Linked DNA regions of Mus musculus: regions 1, 2, 3, 5 and 6 are each linked to region 4. The links are chromatin contacts, called in public Micro-C and promoter capture Hi-C maps. All regions are on one chromosome and are shown on one strand. Each heading gives the region's core, a stretch centred on a gene start, on an enhancer-like site or on the middle of the called end of the contact. The rest is flanking DNA. Distances are from core to core; before and after follow the strand shown. Region 1 holds the start of Commd1 (COMM domain containing 1). Region 2 holds the start of Fam161a (family with sequence similarity 161, member A). Region 3 holds the start of Xpo1 (exportin 1). Region 4 holds the start of Ehbp1 (EH domain binding protein 1). Region 5 holds the start of Ugp2 (UDP-glucose pyrophosphorylase 2). Region 6 overlaps Wdpcp (WD repeat containing planar cell polarity effector).

Region 1 (3,190 bases), core at 312-2,811, 700 kb after region 4:
AACGCCAGCATCAGAAGTTCCAACACATTCAGAGATACACATGCAGGCAAAACTTCAATACACAGAAAATAAAGACTTTGTGAAAACAATACATTGAATAGTAATTACATAAATGATAGATACCTTGAATACACTTTAGTTATAACAGCTTACCCAAGGGGAAAAAAAAAAAAAAGTCACAGGAACCAGCTGCCAGCTGGGCAGATAGCTCAATTAGGGCCTGGTTCTGATTCTCCAGCACCCATGAAAAGGCTGGGCATGGTCCCCTATTTCTGTAACCCAAGCTCTGGGAGAGCAAATACAAGCAGATCTCTTGAGTTCTTGGCTGCTCTAGCCAGTCAGTGAGACTGGATTCCAGGTACAGTGAGAGAGAGACTCTGTCTGGAAAGATAGGTAGAGAGTGATAGTGCAAGGTATCCCCCCACACGCCACCCCCCACACAGAGTGAGATAGTGCAAGGTACCCCACCCCATGCCACCCACACACACAGAGGTCACAGCAGGAGATGGTGGTAGCTGCTTGAAATTCTAACACTTGGGAAGTGGAAGGTGGATCAACTACACGTGAGTTCAAGGCTAGTCTGGGCTACAAGAGATCCTATCTCAAACCCCAGGTGGAATGGGGGACTGGAGAGACTGCTTAGAAGAGCCCTAATAATGCTCTTGAGGAAGACCCGGGTTTCCAGCACCCATGTGGTGGCCTATAACCGTTCCAACCACCAGTGCACATGCAGGCACCGCACCCATACACATAAAATAAAAATAAATCTTTTTAGTTAATTTCACCTGTTATGTTGCCCTCTAATAGTTTTCATGAGACAGTCTGATGTATACTTCGTTCCATTTGGAAATCATAGAGTCGACTGCTTTAATGGTGTTTACTCCAGTTAATCAATCCTTTATCTCACCAACCACCTCATGCTAACGCTCCCCAACTTCCACAACCCAGGAAAGCTGGCAAGCACGCTCTCGCTCTCTTTAAACAAGGGTCTCACCACATTGCCCTGACTGCCCTGGAACTCTGTGCAACAGGCTGGCCTCGAACTCACACAACTCTCTGCCAGCCTCTGCCTCTCCAAGTGCACAGATTAAAGGAGTGCACTACAACGCCCGGTGCAACATCAAAGTCCGAGGCGAAAAAAACTCGAAACTTATCTATACTACAGACACAGAAAGTCTTGAGGGAGAGAAAAAAAAATCAATGTTTTCACCGTTATGTGTCCCTAAAACAAGGGCGCAACAGAGCGACCTCCACGGCTCAGGAGGGTCGCTGAGCGCCCAAAGACAGCAGCACCCGAGGCTGGGGGCGGGCCTGAGGCTGCGAGGAGGGCAGGGCTGCTCGGCGGAACCACCGTACCTTGAGAAGTCCTCTCATCTTCGCCAGGAAGGGGCGGAACTCCTCCGGTGGCACTTCCGGATAGAGTTGGCTGTGCAGCAGCTCCTCCGTGACACCCGAGTGTCCGTGAAAGGCGTTCTGCGCTAGGCCGCTCAGCAGCCCGCTCAGGGACTTGCCACCCTCCAGATCGCCCGCCATGGCTAAGGAGGGCCTGCCGCCCAGCGGCTGAGCTCCGGTCCGCTACGGGGGCCGAGAAGGGCCATAAAAGCTGGCAAAGGCAGCCACGGAACGCGATGCCGGGTTCCTCCACTAGTCGATATAAACAGTTCTCTCGTTTGCTCTGCCACACACATCCACTACTTCCACCACAGCCAAATCCACTCAGTTTCCTTTAGAGTCACTGTGTTTTTGTTGTTTCCTTCTTCACTCCGATGTGCAAATGCGCACTCAAAGGAACGATCGCTGGCTGGAGATACCTAACTGTAACTCCGTAAGAATGCCACCTTAATTCTTCGATGGCTGTATCTCATTCTACAGCTTGCAATTAAATGAGCAGTGCCTACTACTCAGTTCTAAGCTCTATAATCTTTTCCCCACGCCCCCCAAATGTAGCTACTTCATGAGGACATGATCTCTTTGCTTGCATTAATTCCTTTGTGTATACCCGTACGTTGTCTTTCTAGCCATTATCAGTAGTCTGGTCTCCATTTCTATAACCACTATTTTTCAAAGCCTTATTTTCATTCTTAAAGTGGAATCGCATTAGTAAATACTTATCTACATAATTACCCAAAAAAAAACCCTTACTTATATTCAGCTATAATAAGCGTGTAGCATGATACTATAATATAGGTGAACCTTTAAAATGTGCTAAATGAGGGCTGGACAGATTCAATGGTTAAGAATGTATACTATTCCTGTAGCGGACCAAAGTTCAGTTTCCAGCACTCGCTTTAGGCGACTTACAACCTCCTGTAACTCCAACCTCAGAAATTGAAAGCTTCCACCAGCAATGTACTCATGTGCACAGACAGGCCTACATAATTAAAAAGAAAAAAAGAAAAAAAATGCGTGAAACGAATGAAGCCAGACATGAAAGACAACTGGACAATCTTATTTACTGCTAAATTAAGCAAATCCATACAAAAATCCAGTTGTCAAGGACTGAAGGAGGGAAGAATAGGAAATGACATAATGGGTACAAAGTCTGTTTTCAGATGATGAAAATGCCTATGAGCAGCCACTGGTGATAACTACACGGCTTTGTCCTTTACCAAAGCACAGTGAATTGTATACACTAAAAGACAGTTTTGCAATATGTAAATTAGCTCCCAATTGGAAAAATTAGTATAAGCTAATTGTAATTTAAAATAAAAACCCGGGCATAGTGGCACACACCTTTAATCCCTGCACTCAGGAGGCAGAGGCAGGCAGTTTTCTGAGTTCGAGGCCAGCCTGGTCTACAAGGTGAGTTCCAGGACAGCCAGGGCTATACAGAGAAACCCTGTCTCAAAAAGACCAAAATAAATAAATAAAAATAGCATACTGGGTTTTAATCCCTGAACTTGGGAGGCAGAGGCATTCTCTGAGTGTGAGGCCAGCCTGGATTACACAGAGAAACCTTGTCTTGAAAAACCAAAAAAAAAAAAAAAAAAAATTAAAATAAAGGAAAATGGTATAATAGACTATGAACTGCAGTGTGTTTAAGCACAGCTATGTCACTGGTGAGGAGGCATGCAAGGCAGCCAAATGCCTCCATCTTTTTTTAAGGAGATGTGTTTGGAACTGTGGCTCCATAAAAGATGTGGATTTGAGGTTTGGGGAGAGGTTGTTCTGTATAGCTAGCTGCATCAGC
Region 2 (3,627 bases), core at 834-3,333, 720 kb after region 4:
GATCCTTCTGGGAAATCTGCATCATCAAAGAACTAAAGCCATGGACCCTTTGTAGAGGGTGGAGCCCCTTAGTTAACTTCCTGAAGGCCCTGCCTCCTAGCACCATCACAGGGATTTTATTTTGGATTTAATTGAGGCATCAGCATTCAGATTACCTAAAGAGATTCCAAGTTCTTGGATGGCAGAACTTGCCTTCATTTTCCTTTTTCACAAATGCCAATTTTCTTGTTCAGATTATTATTTTTTCAGTAACTAGGGATCAAACCTTGAAATCAGCCAATGCAAATGCTAAAAACTTGATAGTTAAGAAACTGATGGAGAAAGAGCTTGAGAGTATGTATCCTCTGTGTTCTTTACAGGCTAACAAGAAGCTAAAGCTTTCAGTAGAATAGTATCCGTGTTTGCAAGAACCTCTCCCAGTACTACTAACAAGCAATTCTAACATCTTTGGTGCTTGCTTCTCATCACACTCAAGTATATACTCAAGTATCAACTGGTATATACGTTTGTTCGTTTTCTCTGTGTATCTGTCCTGTGATTCCATGGGCATTCATTTTTGTCAGAATTCATAATTATTCATTTCACTATCTTGTATATTACAATTTTTTTGTTGTTTTTCAAGACAGCCCTGGCTGTCTTGGAACTCACTCTGTAGACCTCCAAGTCAGAAATCCGCTGGCCTCGGCCTCTGCCTCCCAAGTGCTAAGATTAAAGGCATACGCCACCACTGGCTGGCCTGCAAAAGCACTTTAATGGTGCCATTTTCTTTCAGATCTACCTTTTTTTTAAAAGCTGTGTTAATAGATATCTGCAAATTTAGAATACTGTCAGCCGAAACTTTCCTATTCTATGTACACACTGATGTCCTTCATATCCATTATTTACTATTTCATGTTCCTAAAACCATCCCACTTACAGGGCTTCAGTCTGTCAATAGGTCTTGTTTACACCAAGTCCCATCACAGAACTAGTTGCATGTGGCTGGCAGAAAGTCACTATTCTCTCATTCAGATGGCTATGGATCCCTCCCCACATCTAGCTTTTCAGAACCAACCAGTATCCATCATCAGTTCCGTTGGAAAAGGCAAGCTCAACCGTTTTGAAACAGGAGGCAGGGAAGGTAAGGTGATAGGTGCTTCGCAGAGGGGAACAAGGAAGGGGTGGTAACAACTGCGTCAGAAACAGGTTCTGTGGAAGGTGTGCCGCATAACGTGGAAAGTACTGGAACCTTAGGGTGGGGACAGGGGCGCTAGCTGGGGTTCTAAGTAAAGTGTTATGCTGCAGGTGGCTGAGAGTTCACTGAAAAAGCATCCAAAGTGGCCAAAAACCTGAGGCCGATCAGGAGGTTGGCAGGGCTGAGCTGGGAGGGTGTGGTCCTTGTAGGCTCTCGCCCCCTCTAATCTGCCGCTAAGCTAGCTGCAGAACCGCTAGACAAGCTACCACATCTCACTCACTGGTCTGAGTGACAGACACTTCCTATGTCTAGTGTCTTACTGGTCAGTCGAGAAAAAAGAGGGTGGGACAAATAAGTATTCTCCTTCTGATTGGTCAACCCGCTGGTTCTTGTCAATTAGAGATGAACTGGGTTCTCCGCCATGTTGAATAGCGCGCTGCAAAGCCTGTTCTTTTCTTGGGATGGTCACCCAACACCCGGTCCTTCCTGTCCCTCTGTGCCCTAATATGTTGATCCAGCTAGTTAAAACGCGCTTTCTGCTTTAAGTCCGTATACCGCGAGAAGTTCTCGTTTAGGTAGTTAGACAGAAATAAAGCTAGAAACCAGAGAAAAGCTCAGTCCCTTGCCGGAGACCTGGGTGTCATTCAAGTGAATCAGTAATTGTTCCGGCGCTGGTGAGACTCCCATTGAGCAATTAGCTTGAAGATTGCGTTTTACTTTAGCTTGCTGTGGTAGTCGTTTGTGTAGCTTCAGACAGTTATGCTTCTAGAAACCGCAGGCTTGTATCAGAAACCATCATTAGACACTAGCTGGACTCGGGGTTCGCATTTGTGACAGTGAAAAAGGACGTTGCGTGCGTTATGGTCCGTCGCCACCTCCTGTAGCGTCCCTAGTAACCGAGCCCCTAGTAACCGCTCGCCCCAAGCCAGGATCTGTGAGCTAGGTGGCAGCGCCTGCACGCCGCCCTGGGCGGGCGCGGGCGCTTGGGCTTGGAGGCGGGGCGATGGCTTCGCCGCACCAGGAGGCCAGACTGGCGGCAGCCAGCCTTCTCCTGTCTGCAAATCCCATCACCGGAGCAAGGGTCGCCCAGTACGAAAGCGAAGACTCCTTAGAGTCCTTGGTAGCAGCGGGGTTGGCGGCGGCCATGGAGGAGGAGGAACAGAAGAAAGTGTGGCAGATGCGGGCGTCGGTAATGTGAGAGCCCGGAGGGGTCTGAGGGCTGTCCGATCGTCTCGGGCAGGACGGGTGGAAATGCGGTGTCCTCTGTAGACCCTCCCTGCTCTCTGCCCCAACTAAAGGTTGCTGCAAAACTTTATTGGAGAGTGGTTTTTTTATAGCTATTTCTAGAGTATGCAAAGAACAGAACTCTACTTCCTATTTATTCTCCAGTATATCTTGGGAATAAATAATTTTTTAGTTCTGATTTTTACATTTATTTTTGCCCCCCCCCCCCCCGAAGACAACTGATGTGCCCATAGTTTTCATAAAAGATCAACTTTCAGATGATAAGTTGTACTGACAAGTGTGTTTTATCAGTTTTTGTTAGGAGTGGATTTTAGCAGTCCATTAGCAAACCGTGTTTGAAGTTCAGTGGACAGATGCTCCAGATGTAGAGAAGCATCCAGATAAACAAACCGCCGAAATCCCAGTTCCCTAAAGGGATGATATGGGTGCAGTGAGATCTTTTCACAAAACATTTTCAGTATTATGTCCTGGATGTGTTATATGTTTCTAGCAGAAGGATATATATGGAGGAGGAGATTATACACACACACACATAATCTCTACCTCTGGAAAAGCAACCAGTACTTATAACCACTAAGCCATCTCTCCAGCAATGCTTTTATTCTTTAAAAATTTCATACAGTATATTTTGAATGTAACCACCCCCTCTCCTTCATCTGTTCTATTCATTTTGTGTGTTTGTTTTTAGATTTATGTGTATGAATGTGTGCCTTGGGAGTTACTGAGAGTTGTGAGCTACCATATGGATGCTGGGAATCAAGCCCAGGTCCCCTGCAAGAGCAGCAAGTGCTCTTAACAGTTAAAACATCTTAGCATCCTTTTAAATTTTTGTTTGTTTTCTGAGACATAGCCTGGCTGTTCTGGAACTCACTCTGTGTAGTCCAGGCTGGCCTCAAACACACAGAGCTCTGCCTACCTCTGCTTCCTGAGTTTAAAGGTGTGTAATAAAAACGCCCAGCTTTTATTCACTTTAAAAGCCGGGAACCTTGGACTTAAACCAGCACTCTGCTGGGATAAAGCACCAGGACGGGCACTCGCTCCCTCGACACCCTGTTCCTTAGCAGTGCTGGGGTGGGCCGAAGGGTTTGTGCTTGCTAGGCAAGTGGTGTACCAACAGCTACATCCTCGGCTTTTTTGTTTTATTTTAGACAGTGACTCCTTTGGTCCAGGATTGCCTCAAATTTGCTATTTGTGGCTAAGGATGACCT
Region 3 (3,287 bases), core at 568-3,067, 970 kb after region 4:
AAAGAATTAAATAGAACATTGCACATAAGGTCTTCCATACCCATTGAATTCAGGTATTCGACTTAGTTTATTTACATTTCCATATCTCTATCCTTGGGGGTAGGATTGTTTTTAACTGTTGAAGGTAATGAAAATGTATAAGCAGTGTCAGATCTGTGTTCCGAATATTTGTTTTTGTGTATAGGGATAGCATCTTCTGCCTCCAGCTGACACTGAATTTATTCTGTAGCTGAGGATGGCCTTGCATTCCTATTCTTCCTGTCACTTCTTCCCAAGTGCTGGGAGTTCAGGCCTGTGCAATATGCCAGGTCAACTGTGTTGACTTAATAAATGTTGTGGCACAACAGACCAGTCGATTTTGGTGGACTGCTGGCTGTTTTTCCCCCAGATAGGGTTCTCTTTGTAGTTCTGGCTGTCCTGGAGCTTGCTCTGTAGTCCAGGCTTGTTTGAATTCAAGAGATCTGCCTGCCTCTGCCTCTGTCACCACCACCCAACTGCTGGTTGTTTTAAGCAACCCTAATCAGCAAAACTGACCTGGCACTTGGGAGCCATGGGTTAACCTAGGGGCGTGGCATAATAAGGGCACGCACCAAGTTAAAAGAAGTTGGCACAAAATCTGTCTATACGCATTGTTAAGTTAGCAACAGGATTTTCAATGTGTTAGGACTAATTTTTAGAAATAACTTCTTGTTGAAGCAGTCTGGGGAGAGTTAATTTTTTGTTGTTGTTTTTTTTCGAGACAGGGTTTCTCTGTGTAGCCCTGGCTGTCCTCGAGCTCACTCTGTAGACCAGGCTGGCCTCGAACTCAGAAATCCCTGTCTCTGCCTTCCAAGTGCTGGGATTAAGGGCATGCGCCACCTCTGCCCGGTAGAGAGTTAAATTTTTAAGGAGGCTCGTCCAATAACTAACTAGACAACCGTTTCCAGGCGCCCAAACTGCACGCCCGTTTATGCCAACCTCGGCCCGTGCTATTCACGTTCCCATGCGGTGCCCAAACCCAGGCCTCTACAACGGATCCAAGGCCCAGGGCCTACCATCCGGCACCTATGTGTTCTTTTCGGTCCTTCGCGGCCGTCTATTTCCATGTAGAAACAGGGTGTGCCCTCCCTTTTCCGAGCACAGACCCCATCCTAAGGGCGGATGCTGGGGCCCCAGGACGAGGCCCCTGAGGTTGGCGGGAGCTCGAGGGGGCGGGCCGCCAGGGAACGGGGAGGGGGGGAAAGCAGAAAGACGAGCAACGCGCGCGGCGCTCAAACCCGCGCTGCCTTCTGCTCACGGGCGAACCCCACCCTCTCCGTCACCAAAGGCGCCCAGCCAATGGGCGAGCCGGAAAGGCCGGGCTTACAAGCGAGGGACCGAGAGGGGGAGCCACTCGAGGGGAAAGGGATGTAGAAGGCGGGCTGCACTTGACTGACAGCTCACTCAAGCCAATCCTCTGTGAGGCTTCTCCGCTCTCCTCTTTGCTGGGCTCTGTTCGACGTCCCACCTTCTCTTCCTCCACCCCCCCCTCACTCCTTTGCGTCCCGCCCCGCCTCCCCTCCCCCACTCTGCGGGCAAATCACTGCTGGAAAGAGGCGGGGGCCTAAGCGGCAGGCTCGTGTGGAGCCTTGAGGTGGGATTGACGGGCGCTCCGACCAATAAGAGGTAGGCTGATGGCGCGGCTGTGGCCGGGGCCGACCAATGGGCGCGCGGCCTGGGGGCGGAGGCCCAGGTTCCAAACGCTCCGCGGCGCCATGGGCTGAAAACTCAACCGAGATGGAATCTCCCAGTCTGAACCGGTTTCAACCGGTTCCGAGTTTGAGGCACTAGGAGGAGGGGGAGAAGCGGCTGCAGCGGCCGCGGCAGGAGCAGCGGGAGCTTCAGCATCAGCAAGAGCAACAGTAGCTACAGCCCCGGCGGCCGTGCCTGTTCCAGCCTTTGCTGCAGCAGTCGTGCAACCATCCCGAGGGGGAGGGGGGAGGCACCAGTCGCTGAGGAGCACGCGAAGGGGGGAAAGTTTAGGCTAGCTCGGGTGGGGGGGCCCGGCGCCGGAGCGGCGTGAGCGAGGGAGCCCTGTGTGGTAGGGGGAGCCGGACTGCAACTGGCGGCAGAGCGGCCCCGGCCGTACGGACTCGCGCTGCTGCTCCCGCCGCCGCCTGTGGCTGGAGGGTCCTGGGCTCTGTCTCACGGACTGGCCCGCTCCCCTCCCCCTTCCTTCCCTCCCCAGCCGGGCGGGAGCATTTATTTCTCGGATTAATTCCCCTTTTTGGTGGGGCGCGTGTGTGTGCGTGCGCGCGTGTGTGTGCGTGAGTGTGTGTTGGGTGGAGTTGTCCCTAGAATAGTAAATACTGAGCTTTTTTTTTTTTTTTTGCCCTTCTCTGCTTTTTAATTTCTTTTTTGTTTAAGGTGGGAAAACTGTGAAACCCACCTTGATTTCCTCCCCTCTCCCTCCTCCCCACCTTCCCTCGCCCCAAGCCCGGACAAGGAAGGAAGAAGCAGTTGGTTGAATTTCTGGGTAAGTCGGTCGTGTGCTCGGGGCCGAGGGTCGGGCGGCGGCGGCGCGGCGGGCATGAGGCGAGGCGGGCGGCGGGCGCGGGGCCCTCGGCGGAGCCTGAGATTGAATGGAAGCGCTTCTGTCGCTCGGTGATGGAGGTGGGGAGGCGGCCGCGGGAGGGGAGCGCTTGCTGGGTCATCTTCGTGTGCGGGTGGCGGTGGAGGAAGGCGAGGAGCGTGGTAGTGAGGCTGAGCCCCTGCGCGTGGGTGGAAGGGCTTCCCCAGTCCAAAGGGCTGGGGAGAGTCGGGGGTGATTTCGGGAACGTCTCTGTAAATTATTAGGAGTGGAAGTTTCCAGAAATATTTAGTGCAGCAGCATTGAAACGTCCGCCTGCATCACGTGGCCCCCTCGGTGGAGAGCTTGGGATGGGGGAGGGAGGGGCTACCGAGTCCCTTCTTATGTGAAGAAACTCGAAAGCCTTGTGGGTGATTTTTGTTGTTGTTGGTTTTGTGAGTGTGTGTATAACAAGAAGTAGGAAAGAGGAGTTAATTTCTTTTTTTCGGGGGCCTGCAGTTGGGGTTCCGTGTTGTAGGTTGTTTTCGCCCGGGGCATATATGTCTTGGTGAAACCGTGTACTGCTGGCCGTGGACAGTGAATGATGCCCTCCCTGCTCCTCCTTCTGGTTTCTTGAGTTTGCGGTGTAGGAGAGGAAGTGGTGGTAGAGGATGCACTGAATACTCGCCGAGGCGGGACCTCGGATCACTCAGAGGACATGCTGCATAGAGAATAGGGCGGTGAACTTAGGCGCCGGGTC
Region 4 (3,615 bases), core at 592-3,091:
ATCCTGCCAAGAAATGTATCCCATTAGGCAATTAAAAGAAAAGACAGTTGCCTGACTAAGCACTTCACAAGAGAATCTCTAAGGTTGTGTGCACTGGCATTCCATTATTCAAATACTGAAAAATACTCTAAGTAAAATGAAAAAAAAACAACAAAATAAAACCGCCATTCTATATGATATAAATTTCTATATTGAGACATATGTGATGTTAAGATAACCATTCTCTGTTTAAAATTATAAAAATAAAGTTATTCTAACACCAATGATAAATGACCATAAGACCAAAACTACTATACTTAGGTGTGTTCTCAGTTGTAGTCCTCTGAGACGATCTGAAATGGAGTGATTAAAATCCACAGAGACAGTACCAGCAACAACAGTGCACACACAGTACTTGTTAGAGTATCTGCACCGTCCACAGCTTCTACACACTTGTGTACCACTGCAAGGTAAACTGGCTACCAAAAGACCCACAGTCCAAGCTACAGGATGGTTAGGCAACAAGACATTAATCTACCCCTAAGCACGTCTTACCATTTCTTTGTACATTCAACCATCAGCTCCTGGTAGGAGGCCACAAACTGGAACTTGGATGCATGTTTTCCCACACGCTGCAGTCGCTTCCAAACTGAAGCCATGGTGATAGGCCAAGAGACTGGAACAGTTCTGGATTAGCAACACAGCAGCTTTGATAAAGCACACGAGCCTTGCATGTATGTCAGTACTTTCAACAAAAACTAGAACTTGAAATGATGCTTGGCGTCCATAAGTCTTCTCCCTGTCTCACAGGGTAAATCCTATCTTAGATCAATGGCCCAGTCAAGAACAGCTGATGTACAGGACAGGATGACTGAGAGGAGGTTCCCTCATGGAGACATCATCATTCCACTTCAGGGACTATATGACGTGGGTTCTGGAGAACTGAAAAGCAAAACACAGACAGAAAGAGAAAGAATATGAGGACAGACGCATGAGAAGTGTTAGATAAGACCGAAACAACCTCTGCTATCTGCGTGGTTTTCAAACAATGAAACAAAACCCCGGCCTCAAAAGCCAGTAACATCAAGGATGGAAGATACTAAGGAAGAAATGACAAATCACACCGAAGACAGGCGGCAATACACCAGGTTGTCAGAACCAACAATTGAGAGATGCCAGTCGGGCCCTGCCTTCCCTACCTAGCATAGCAGAAGGAAGAACAGGGCGGGAAAGTCAGGATGCTGTTTGATATATCTACCACCAGTTAGGAGTTATTTTTTAAATAAACTTTATTTTTCAGCTGATAATGAATAGCCTCGAGCTACTGAATATGTACTTAGCACAACCAGGGTGCAGGGAGAAATGCTGGTTCTGTAGGAGAGGGAAATGGATGGAGAACTAGCAGTGGAGGGAAATCTCACGGCAGAGAGAGGGCAAGGTCCCAGCTCCAGGCCACTTTGCTTCCCCTTCACCTTGGCTGCCAGGAGGAGGGGAATGGAAACTCCTGCCTGGGCTTGAAGCGATGACCAGCCAGGCCAATGGACAGTGCGAGGTGCGGTGCCTCCCTCCCCCATCAGGGGCAGCCGGCCTGAGCCTCGCCTCCTCACGCACCGAGTGCAGACCCCTGTCTCTCCGCAGAGACAGGCGTTGCCAGCTGCGGTCCCTGTCACCCAAGCCTTGCTGTTAGACCCCAGCCTCGGTCCCCGAACCCCGGCCCCTCCGCTCGTCCACTCCAAGCCCTCCTCACACCTCTAATCCCGCTGTCCCCTCCTTAGAGCCGCTCCTCGGTCGCCGCCGCCTCAGAAGCAGCTACCGCCACCGAGTCCTCCATCCCTGCTGGAGCCGCGTGGAACAGCGAAGCCCGGCGCGGTGCTCGTTTGCGGGAGCCGGGGTCTGCAGCTTCCCGGGCGGACGACGCCCGCCCCCTCCCGGAGCAGCGCCCCCTCCCCGGCAGAGCGCCCAGCGACCGTCCCCCTCCGGCCCGCCCGCCCGAGCGAGCCCTGCCAGAGCCGCGGTTCAGCGCCCAGATCCCCCTCCCCCGCCTCCCTCGGCCGCCACCACCATCATTACCTCCCCCGCCGCACCTCTCACACTAACCCTACCCACGGCGGCTCAACCTCCGTCCGCCTCGCCGCCATTGGCCGAGTCTGCGGGAGCCCCGCCTCCTCGGCGGGCGGGCCTTAGGACGAGCGAGGCACTCCATTGGTAGATCTTCATGCCGGTCATAGGGGATCCACCCCCCCAGTTTTTTTTTTTCCCTTAGGTGGAACCCGCCCGGTCTACCCTCTTCTTCTTTAAAAAAAAAAAAGTGTAAATCACGAAGGACGATCCCGCCCATTCCCTGGAATGGTTGAGGGCAGCGGGAGGCGGGAGGACTAAGAATGTTTATAGTGAACTGGAAAGCCATTGCAGAAGGTGGCTGTCCGTCAAAGGCGCCGTGGCTGCTGGGCAGGGTTTCTGGCTCCTGGTGTATGAACTGAGCAGAGTCTGATTCCAGCGGCTGCCAGAGACACTGAGGTGCTGTGGTTTCTCTCCTATTCTCTCCCATCCCCACCCACGAACTGGCTGCTCCTCTCCTGCGCCACTAGCAGCCAGCGGTTTTGCACACACAGCCTTTATTTCACTCAGTTCTTTCCGAGTTTTTCCCTGACCTTGCCAGGAGCCTGCCCCAGGTTCAAGGAGGGCTAAACTGGACATAAATGTTTACAGTACAGTCTCTTCTTGTCCTCATTCTCAGCATTTCTTTGAATCTTGCATTCTCGTGTTCCTTTGCGGTCTCATTATCCTCTGGTATGAGCTGTGGGTGGATTAGGGAGTGGTTGACTATGTGGAAAGGGTGGTTAAAGGCAAGGGAGAGGACGAAATAACTTAATAGTTTGAGAGCAATGTTGTTTACGTCTATTAAGAGGCAGCTGACATGGCCTGAAACTGTATTTCCAGAGGTTAGCATGGTTTTCCTGCTTCAACATCCAGGTTACTGAGATCGCTGAGATGTTAGGTGTACACCCTTGACATCACAAGTATATAGCACAAGATCCCTTTTGAGGCTGTGAAAGCTATAGACTTCTCAAGGGGCAGAAAATATCCATCCTATCCAAAAAACAAAAATTTGCTTTCAGCCTTAGATGTTTCACAGACATCTAAGGTGTAGAGAAAGAATGAAGAATAAAATTACAACTTTTCGGGACTAAACAGTAAAGTCAAATTAAGGAAGCTAGGGATGTACCTAAGAAAGGGGGTATGAGAGAAAGGGGGAGTCAGAAGAGGGCAGGGAAAGGAAGGGGAAGGGGAGAGAGGGGAGCCGAGAGTCAAAAAAGCAAAACTCAGCAATTCCTCCACAAGGAATGAGCAAAGAGTTTGGAAAGAAGATGGAAGCAAGCATGAAAAAGGCAAAATGCAAATTGTTTTCGGACTAATTCCTAATCTTATTAAAGTTGGAGGCAAATTTGTTAAACTGACTTTAAAGTTGTTGGTGTTCTGGGGAGGATTCTTTGTAGGAGGGGAAGGAGGAGGGTGTGAGATCAGCGTATAGGAAGCAAGAATCAGATGGAATACACCCAGGAGAGTCAGAAAGACAGTCTTGAACCCAGTATTAAATCCCATTTTCACTTTCAGGAAAAGAAAGTGATTTAATAA
Region 5 (3,614 bases), core at 492-2,991, 920 kb before region 4:
TGGAGTATCATCTTTTTGTACAAAACTGCCTGCTTAAATCAAATGTGTCGTCTTGAATTGCATCATGGAGATAGGAATCAGACTGAGCTTATAGCTTAGTTAATGCAAACACGTTAATTTCTTCATTTTGACACTTGTGCAGTATTTTGAAAACTGTAGAAGTACTTTAAAATAATGGGCTTTTAAAAAGTGGGTAGCAATGTCCACAGCCACCTGTGTCTTCTCGATTTAGAAACCTCTAGCTTCATGTCAACTGTAACACCAACTTCAAACATAATGGCAAAATGACATTTCTGAGCTTAGTGCTGAAGGCAGACAGGCATAACGGTCCCATCTGTTTCCATAATAATGAAGGCAGATTCCTTTAATCTAATATGAAAAACTTAAGAGTTAGTAAAGTGGGGCATAAGCCTGTATGGCATTTTCATTTCCAGGGTCAAATGATGGACATCCCTAGCATAACTTTAAAAGGAAAGGGGAAAGGTGCATGGACAGTCACTGAGGATCACGTGAAGCGGTTGCAAACTTTACTGCATGTATTAAGCAAGATGGCTGAAGCTTTCACACACTGGGGTCTGGAAGGAAAGGCTTCTTATAGGCAAACTCTATACAGTTTTGTGACAGAAGTTTAAGGCAGCACCCAATTGCAATACTACAGCTTGGTTGAGGGGTATTTGCTAAATGCATTATTTACACATATACAGATTTGAATGGTAATTTTCAAATTTAAAGAAAGCATAATCTTTCTATATTAAAAAAGAAAAAGCTAAGAGCACTGCAGCAAAGTCATTTCTCTGACTGGTATGACCTCCAGTGTCTACAAACTACTGATTTCGCAATAAATTACTCTGAGACTCAATCCACGTACACACAGAAAAGAAGTGGAGAGCTTCCTACTAGTCTTGACAAACGCATCTGCCTGTCCCTAGCCCTCTGGGTTTCCTTGTCCCACAAAGATAACTAACTTATCATCGAGTGCAAGAAGGGAACAAGAATTAATCAGCAGTCAAAAATCCTGTTTTGATTTTTACAATTACTATCCACGATGTCAGAATACTATTAAAACTGATTTTAGAAGGTAGAAATAACCCCTGCAGGGCGCAGAGGCATACAAACACGTATATGAAATGCCAACCCAATAAGTGGCGCAAAGCAGCTTAAATACCAATTTAACCAAAAAGGTCTGGCAAACGGTATCACAAATGAACACTTCCAGTTACAAACTACCCACTTACTTAGAGACTACCAATATTCAAAATCGGACGAAGCAGCCAAGAGACAGAAAGCAAAATGTCTTACCTTGTACAAATCTCGACATTTTAGGATCTTATTAAAATAATCTGGCTTATAATTTTCAATTTCTAGAATCTACGTTGTAAGGAAGGTCTCTCTCCCTTCCCTGCAACCGAAGTGTTCTTTCTCCTCCGATGTTTAACTACTTAAAGAAGAATTCGGGGGGAAAAAAAATCAAAACTAGTCTTTAAAAAGAAAAATCCTGAAGACGGAAAACTTGGTGGGACCGACTCAGCTTGGGAGGGAACTCCAGGCTACTCAGCGATCCCGACACCAACAGGGGACGACTGGAGACTCCGGAAAAGGTAAAACCAGACGAACTTAAATTTCATCAATGGAGAGGCGGACCTAGAGCCGCTTCACCGCCCTCCGGTCTCCACGCCCTCTAGGGCAGGACTGCCGCAGGCCCCCGGCCGCACCCCGAGGCCCCTCGCCGGCGGCCGTCCAGCGGCGAGCTGCTGGCGCCCCGTGTAGATCGGGAGGCGGGGAGGCCGGCGAAGGGGCAACGCAACCTTTTCTCCAGCCCATAAATAGCCGGGACTCGGAGATGCTGCGAATTCCGCACTCGGGCAGACAGCTGCCCGCGGCCTCCACTGGCCGCCCTCCCCTACGCAGCCGCTCCACACCAGGGCCCGGCTCGCCCCCTCCCTGCCCCCCGGGCCTGGCCGCCCAGACCCCCCGGGAGGCCTGGCCCTCCCTGACACGCCCTCGCCCGCCCGCCCGCCCGCCCCCTACTCTTCCACGCCCCACTGTCGGCCCCCGGCCACGCCTTTCGGAGCAGGACCCCACAAGGAGGTCGCTCGGAGCCCGGCCCGCCCCTTAAGCGACACCCACCTTCCTATTCCCTCGAGGGCTGAGAAGTTGGGGGCCTGGAATCAGGTCTCGCACGCTGCACGAGCGTGGCCGAGGCGACCTCCCCTCCGCTCCCGTCACACGCAAACACCTGGAGCCTGGCGCCAGCGTGCGCAGCCCCTGACCCTCCAGCCCGCCGCCTCCGGACACCGGAGCCCCCACTTTCGCCACACACCTCCCCTCCCCCTCCTTCCCCCCTCCCAATGCGGAAATGTCCCTACTGCTCAGAGCGACAGGCACAGCCGCCAGTCCGGAGCCGAAGTTTGCCTAAGGACCTGGCCAATGAGACACGCGGAGGTGGCAGGGGGCGGGGCGTTCGAGGCCCGAGGGAGGCGGGCGCAGAAGCGAAGGCGGGAATCCCACGCGTGGGAGCTGCACAGGCAGCAGCACGGTGCCAAGCACGTCTGTCTCTGCTTGCTGTTTGCAGATGCCACGAGCGTGTGAGAAAACCGAAGCGTGTGCTTGTGTTTGCACTCCACCAGAATTTGCCCGTTGAGGAAACCTTGAACTCCCCTTCCTCAGGGACACCAGGCTCTTCTCAAGAGGACCCAAAGGCTCTGCCACCAATTAGGGTTTGAGGAGGGTTAAGGCAACCTTTTCAGAATCAAGTAAAGGGATGGGATGTGTGTGGCTCACCAACAGGAGGAGGGCCTGGGGGCGTCGAAGGGAATGCCAAATAAAGGCTCTCCAGAAAGAGCCATCACTATTCGCCTTGCCTCGAATCCCACTCCTGGGCACGTTTGTGCTGGAATTGGGCGTTTACTTTTCTAGCCAAAGTGAAAATGACTTATTATCCTTAAGATGCTGATGATAGATCTTGAAGTCTCCAAAAGAAAGATGAAGTTAAAAGCCAGAACGTTGGCACCCGTCTGGGGACTCCCTGAGGTGTGCCCAATCACAGCTAGTCTTGCCAACCATTTAAGCCTGTAAGACTGCCTGTCTTCTTTAACATTCTCGCGTTACCCTACTTGGTTTGTCAGTTCTGTAACCAAGCACTTCCAGAAGGGTTTGAAATGTACAACATTATTCAGCCAAGGTAAATGAGAATTTCTAAATTATTCTCTAGAAAAGAGAGAGCTTTCATTATTCAGTCCTTTGGGTTCATATGGAAATGTTATTAAACAACACAGGAAAAGATAGTGTTCATGTTGCTTATGTAGAATCCAAAAACCTTAGGCATCCAAATATCTCAGCTAAGAAAATAACTTTCTCCAAATGAAAAAAATTTCTAAAATAACAAATGACGTCAGTTTAATAACGACACTTGCTCTGGAGTTTTTGCTTAGACTCTACATCCTCTCTGAACAGTAGAGAAATTGTTCCAGCAGTGAATGAACTATATTTATCAGTCAGTGTAAGCACTAAAACAGAACCAAAGACCTGGGGCTCCTCATGTAAGTCAGCCTGCAAAAACTTACGTGCAACAAGGAATCTTTAACTTTCCCAGGCTTATTATATAATAGAATGGC
Region 6 (3,274 bases), core at 385-2,884, 650 kb before region 4:
ATAAATTAAGTACTGTCTCTTACTTTAGGAGGGAAGAAACAGGGCACAACCATTGTGGGAACTAAAAGGGATCAGTGGAAGAGGGGTGAAGGGAGGATAGCCTGCATCCAGACAGAGCTCCTGTGCTCTGGGCAGGTGGATGTGCGACGGCTGCTGGACGTTTTCTACTCAGCCCCGGGTGGGCATCTGAGCCACTGACCCCACTTGATGGGGGGTGGACAAGGGGCAGTCCCCGAAACCAAGGGGCCCCAGGGCGACACCCTGTAGCCTCAGGGTTACAGGAGAGAGGGCTTAAGGGAGAGAGGTTCCCACACAGGTGAGAACAGCGGGCCTTGATGAACAGAGACAGTCTATGATTTTAGAGCTTTATTATAGAAAGGCAGGGGGGAAGAGAAAAGGTAAAAGAGGGAGAGACCAGCCATGGCCAAGAGGAAGGGAGGGGGAGAGAGAAAGAGAGAAGAAAGGCTAGAGAGTAAGAGGAAGAGAGAGGAGAAAGGTGAGGAGAGAAGAGAGGAGAGTAAGGGGAGTAAGAACAAGAGAGTAAGAGAGAGCAAGAGATTGTACAATCAATGAATTGCTCCATGTGTAGTACAATTTGAGGGTAGTAACATCAGTTTTGAACAGCAATTATTTAATCTAGATAGACATTACGTTTTCCTCACTATCGTGTAACTTTCCCCAAGTTCATCAGCTACTTGGCTTTGGCAAGAGAGTTCATCTGTAGCTGGAAGGTCCCAAGACTGTATGTCTCGGGAGTCTTCAGTCAGATGAGGTTTTTGGAGGAAGGCAGCTTTGTTGTCTGTAGGTCTCAGGAGATGGCGCTGGCTCAGGTGGATCTGTGGCAGTAGGTAGTATGTGGAGACAGACCTGTAGAGTAATTGTAACAACGGAGCAAAACACCAGTAGAGTATGTCTGCATAGGGTGGATAGCAAAAGTTATGCCTGCAATGGTTTGCTTAGAAGCACATCATGGTCCGTTTTGGATGGCTGAGGAAGAAAATATCATGTTAATTGTGTATCTGGGGTAGGCAGATAACAGTTTGTCTTTAAAAGGAAACTGGTTGGTAAGGATTGGATGAGTTTTGAACCTTAAAGGAAATTTTAAATATGTTGAAAAAAATTTTGGACATATATCATGAATACTAGAGAGAAAATAAGCACTTAAATAAAGAAGCAAGAAATTTTGGGTTGAAAAGCACGATTCAGGTGTTCCTGTAGGGGGAGCACAGCTTCTGGTGCAGTTTTCACAGGCTTAGCTGGATGGAGGGGGGAGTTGGGAGTGGGGTACGTTGTACCCTGCAGTTAACTTCCCCCTTTGTTTTTTTCTAGGAAAGCAGAAGGTGAAAGTTTAACATATAGGGTTAAGTGAGAGGCTTTTTAGCTAAGGTGGCTGTCTGGCCCGGTGGCACATTACCTCCACCCGCCCACGTAGCGCTTCTGCAGGCAGCCATGTTTGCTGGCCCACCACCTCATTTGCTGGCCCACCCGCCAACCTTTCTTTGTCTCCTGTGCTCCTGTCAGGGCCTGGGTCCATTGGTCGCTCACATGCAGGACTATGGCAGGGAGGGAGGGACAGAGCTCAGGGCACCACTGCCATTTGAGGAGGCAGAGAGTTTAGAGCAGGTGCTGCCTCTGTGCTGCTGGGCAGAGTCATTAGCATATTCACCGATCAAAGGCAAGGGGCTGCAGAGCCTGAGAGAGAGAGAGACAGGGAGATCTGGGAGGAAGCTGGCCAGGAACACTGGGGGGGTGGGGGGGGGTGGGGGGGTGGGGGGGGGTGGGGGGGTGGGGGGGGAGAGAGAGAGAGAGAGAGAGAGGCCTAGCTTTGAACTAGATCACTCATGGTCTTGGGAAACTTGGAGATCTCATGTAGGTCTCTGTGTTCTTTAGCTGGTTCTGTCTCGCATGGATGGTGTAACCATTATCTGCTACCATCTGTGGGAACTAAAAATTTGTTACAATAAAAGTGAAAATTTAATGTAACAGGACAAATAATTGTCAACAAAAATGAACAATAAAGAATTCTGTTCTATTCCTATTTTATTTATGTTTGAATTGGGAACCAATGTTAGCGTTCACTAAATACTCATCTATGCCTATTCAAATGCTATGATTTGCTATATAATAAAGTATATTTGTGGAAAAAATATATCCTGATTACACATTCTCCTTCCTCTTCTCCTCCCACTGCCCCCATCCTCTACCCCCCCCCCCCCAATCTGGTCTCCTTCCTTTCGGTCTCTCATTAGAAAACAAACAGGCTTCTATAGGATGAGATAAACCAAAGAGGAGGAAAAGAGACCAAGAGAAGGCACAAAAAAATGACTTATTCATATGCCCAGGAATCCCATAACAACATTAAACTGGAAGCCATAAAATCTGTTCAGAGGACCTAGTAAGTGCCGAGCCATGCAGTCCTTGTGCATGATGCTCCAGTCTCTGTGAGTTCATATGAGTTTTGGTCATGTTGATTCAGAGGGCCTTTATTCTTGGTGTCCTCCATCCCCTCTGGTTTTCTTTCTGTCTCCCTTTCTGCAGTGTTATCTGAGCTCCAAGGAGGGATTTGATAGAGATATCTCATTTAGGGTTGAGTGTTCTAAGGTCTTCAGCAATGATATCTTCTGTCTGTCTGTCTGTCTGTCTGTCTGTCTGTCTATTTAATCTGAGCTTCTACTGTACTAGGTTCCCATACTATTCCTCAAATGCCCCATAATTTTAGCTATCTATCTCTGTACTCTCCCTTTACCCTATCTCTTGATCCCTTCCAGTGCCCCCACTTAATAACTATTCTATTTCCCTTTCCTGACAGTATTTGCCTCAGTTTGTGTTTTATTTATATATTTCCACTTTGAATTCTTGGGGTGTTTTATTTATTTCTTCCACTGTTTGTATTTTTATAGAGGGTTTCCCTCTTAATTGATTGTTTATTGTCATTTTCATGTGAGTTTGGATATATATCAAAGTATCTGCATGCCCTCTCCCTATCTTCATTTGGATATGTTGCCAAGTCACTTAGAGCTAGTTTTTCTACCAAAGGAAACCAAGCATATGACATTTCTTTAATTCTGATTTACCATTAGCAGTAAGGTATTGTTGAGTTAATAGCAAGTTCTGGTTAAAACCTTCACTATAATAAACATACACATTATTGTAAGATATGTACATTTTTAAAAAACTGTCAAATGTAAACAGTAGTCACAAGAACTTGGGAGATATAATGAATTTATATACATTTTATGGTTTGTTTTCTTTGAAGAAATTGCAGGTTCTGAAA

What was found. A called contact is a pair of places that touch in the nucleus more often than the background predicts. Capture Hi-C pulls out chosen DNA fragments and counts their contacts.
Region 1: a promoter capture Hi-C map of liver shows a contact between it and region 4. The contact joins the promoter of Commd1 here to the promoter of Ehbp1 in region 4. A contact is called at or near these places in 16 of 39 promoter capture datasets (the 3T3-L1 cell line, 3T3-L1-derived adipocytes, the C10 cell line and 11 more), 23 of 484 Hi-C or Micro-C datasets (B cells, CD4 T cells, CD8 T cells and 14 more), 17 of 115 datasets of contacts at active chromatin or transcription factors (SST interneurons, VIP interneurons, astrocytes and 12 more) and 4 of 9 other capture datasets (adipose tissue, embryonic stem cells, liver and 1 more).
Region 2: a contact with region 4 is called in a promoter capture Hi-C map of adipose tissue, with 5 times the contacts expected there. The contact joins the promoter of Fam161a here to the promoter of Ehbp1 in region 4. A contact is called at or near these places in 3 of 39 promoter capture datasets (the 3T3-L1 cell line, liver and pre-B cells), 2 of 484 Hi-C or Micro-C datasets (CD4 T cells and embryonic fibroblasts), 3 of 115 datasets of contacts at active chromatin or transcription factors (embryonic forebrain, extraembryonic endoderm stem cells and large pre-B cells) and 3 of 9 other capture datasets (adipose tissue, liver and macrophages).
Region 3: a contact with region 4 is called in a promoter capture Hi-C map of adipose tissue, with 3 times the contacts expected there. The contact joins the promoter of Xpo1 here to the promoter of Ehbp1 in region 4. A contact is called at or near these places in 8 of 484 Hi-C or Micro-C datasets (the Ba/F3 cell line, CD4 T cells, cerebral cortex and 4 more), 4 of 115 datasets of contacts at active chromatin or transcription factors (SST interneurons, cardiomyocytes, embryonic forebrain and 1 more) and 2 of 9 other capture datasets (adipose tissue and liver).
Region 5: a Micro-C map of embryonic stem cells shows a contact between it and region 4, with 8 times the contacts expected there. The contact joins the promoter of Ugp2 here to the promoter of Ehbp1 in region 4. A contact is called at or near these places in 2 of 39 promoter capture datasets (embryonic stem cells and hippocampal neurons), 1 of 484 Hi-C or Micro-C datasets (embryonic stem cells) and 1 of 115 datasets of contacts at active chromatin or transcription factors (bone marrow-derived macrophages).
Region 6: a contact with region 4 is called in a Micro-C map of embryonic stem cells, with 4 times the contacts expected there. The contact joins the enhancer-like site here to the promoter of Ehbp1 in region 4. A contact is called at or near these places in 1 of 39 promoter capture datasets (embryonic stem cells), 1 of 484 Hi-C or Micro-C datasets (embryonic stem cells) and 2 of 115 datasets of contacts at active chromatin or transcription factors (astrocytes and forebrain).

The regions. Positions count from the first base shown.
Region 1 is chr11:22,980,723-22,983,912 of GRCm38.p6, forward strand. It overlaps Commd1 (COMM domain containing 1), which reads right to left and starts at 1,562. Exons shown (of 3, transcript NM_144514.2): 1 at 1,357-1,562. The coding sequence starts at 1,533.
Region 2 is chr11:23,006,264-23,009,890 of GRCm38.p6, forward strand. Fam161a (family with sequence similarity 161, member A) reads left to right here and starts at 2,084. Exons shown (of 5, transcript NM_001363283.1): 1 at 2,084-2,363.
Region 3 is chr11:23,254,224-23,257,510 of GRCm38.p6, forward strand. Xpo1 (exportin 1) reads left to right here and starts at 1,818. Exons shown (of 26, transcript NM_001035226.1): 1 at 1,818-1,937; 2 at 2,421-2,494.
Region 4 is chr11:22,284,954-22,288,568 of GRCm38.p6, forward strand. It overlaps Ehbp1 (EH domain binding protein 1), which reads right to left and starts at 1,842. Exons shown (of 25, transcript NM_153078.4): 1 at 1,729-1,842; 2 at 535-921. The coding sequence starts at 638.
Region 5 is chr11:21,368,888-21,372,501 of GRCm38.p6, forward strand. Ugp2 (UDP-glucose pyrophosphorylase 2) reads right to left here and starts at 1,742. Exons shown (of 10, transcript NM_139297.6): 1 at 1,300-1,742. The coding sequence starts at 1,318.
Region 6 is chr11:21,633,122-21,636,395 of GRCm38.p6, forward strand. All of the region lies in intron 1 of Wdpcp (WD repeat containing planar cell polarity effector), which reads left to right. Among named protein-coding and RNA genes, the nearest start is that of Wdpcp, 62 kb to the left of the region's middle. Within about 2 kb of position 1,635, at least 4 of the 459 cell types and tissues checked have an H3K27ac peak or open chromatin away from gene starts, as enhancers often do. A contact at or near this core is called in embryonic stem cells, where this site is marked.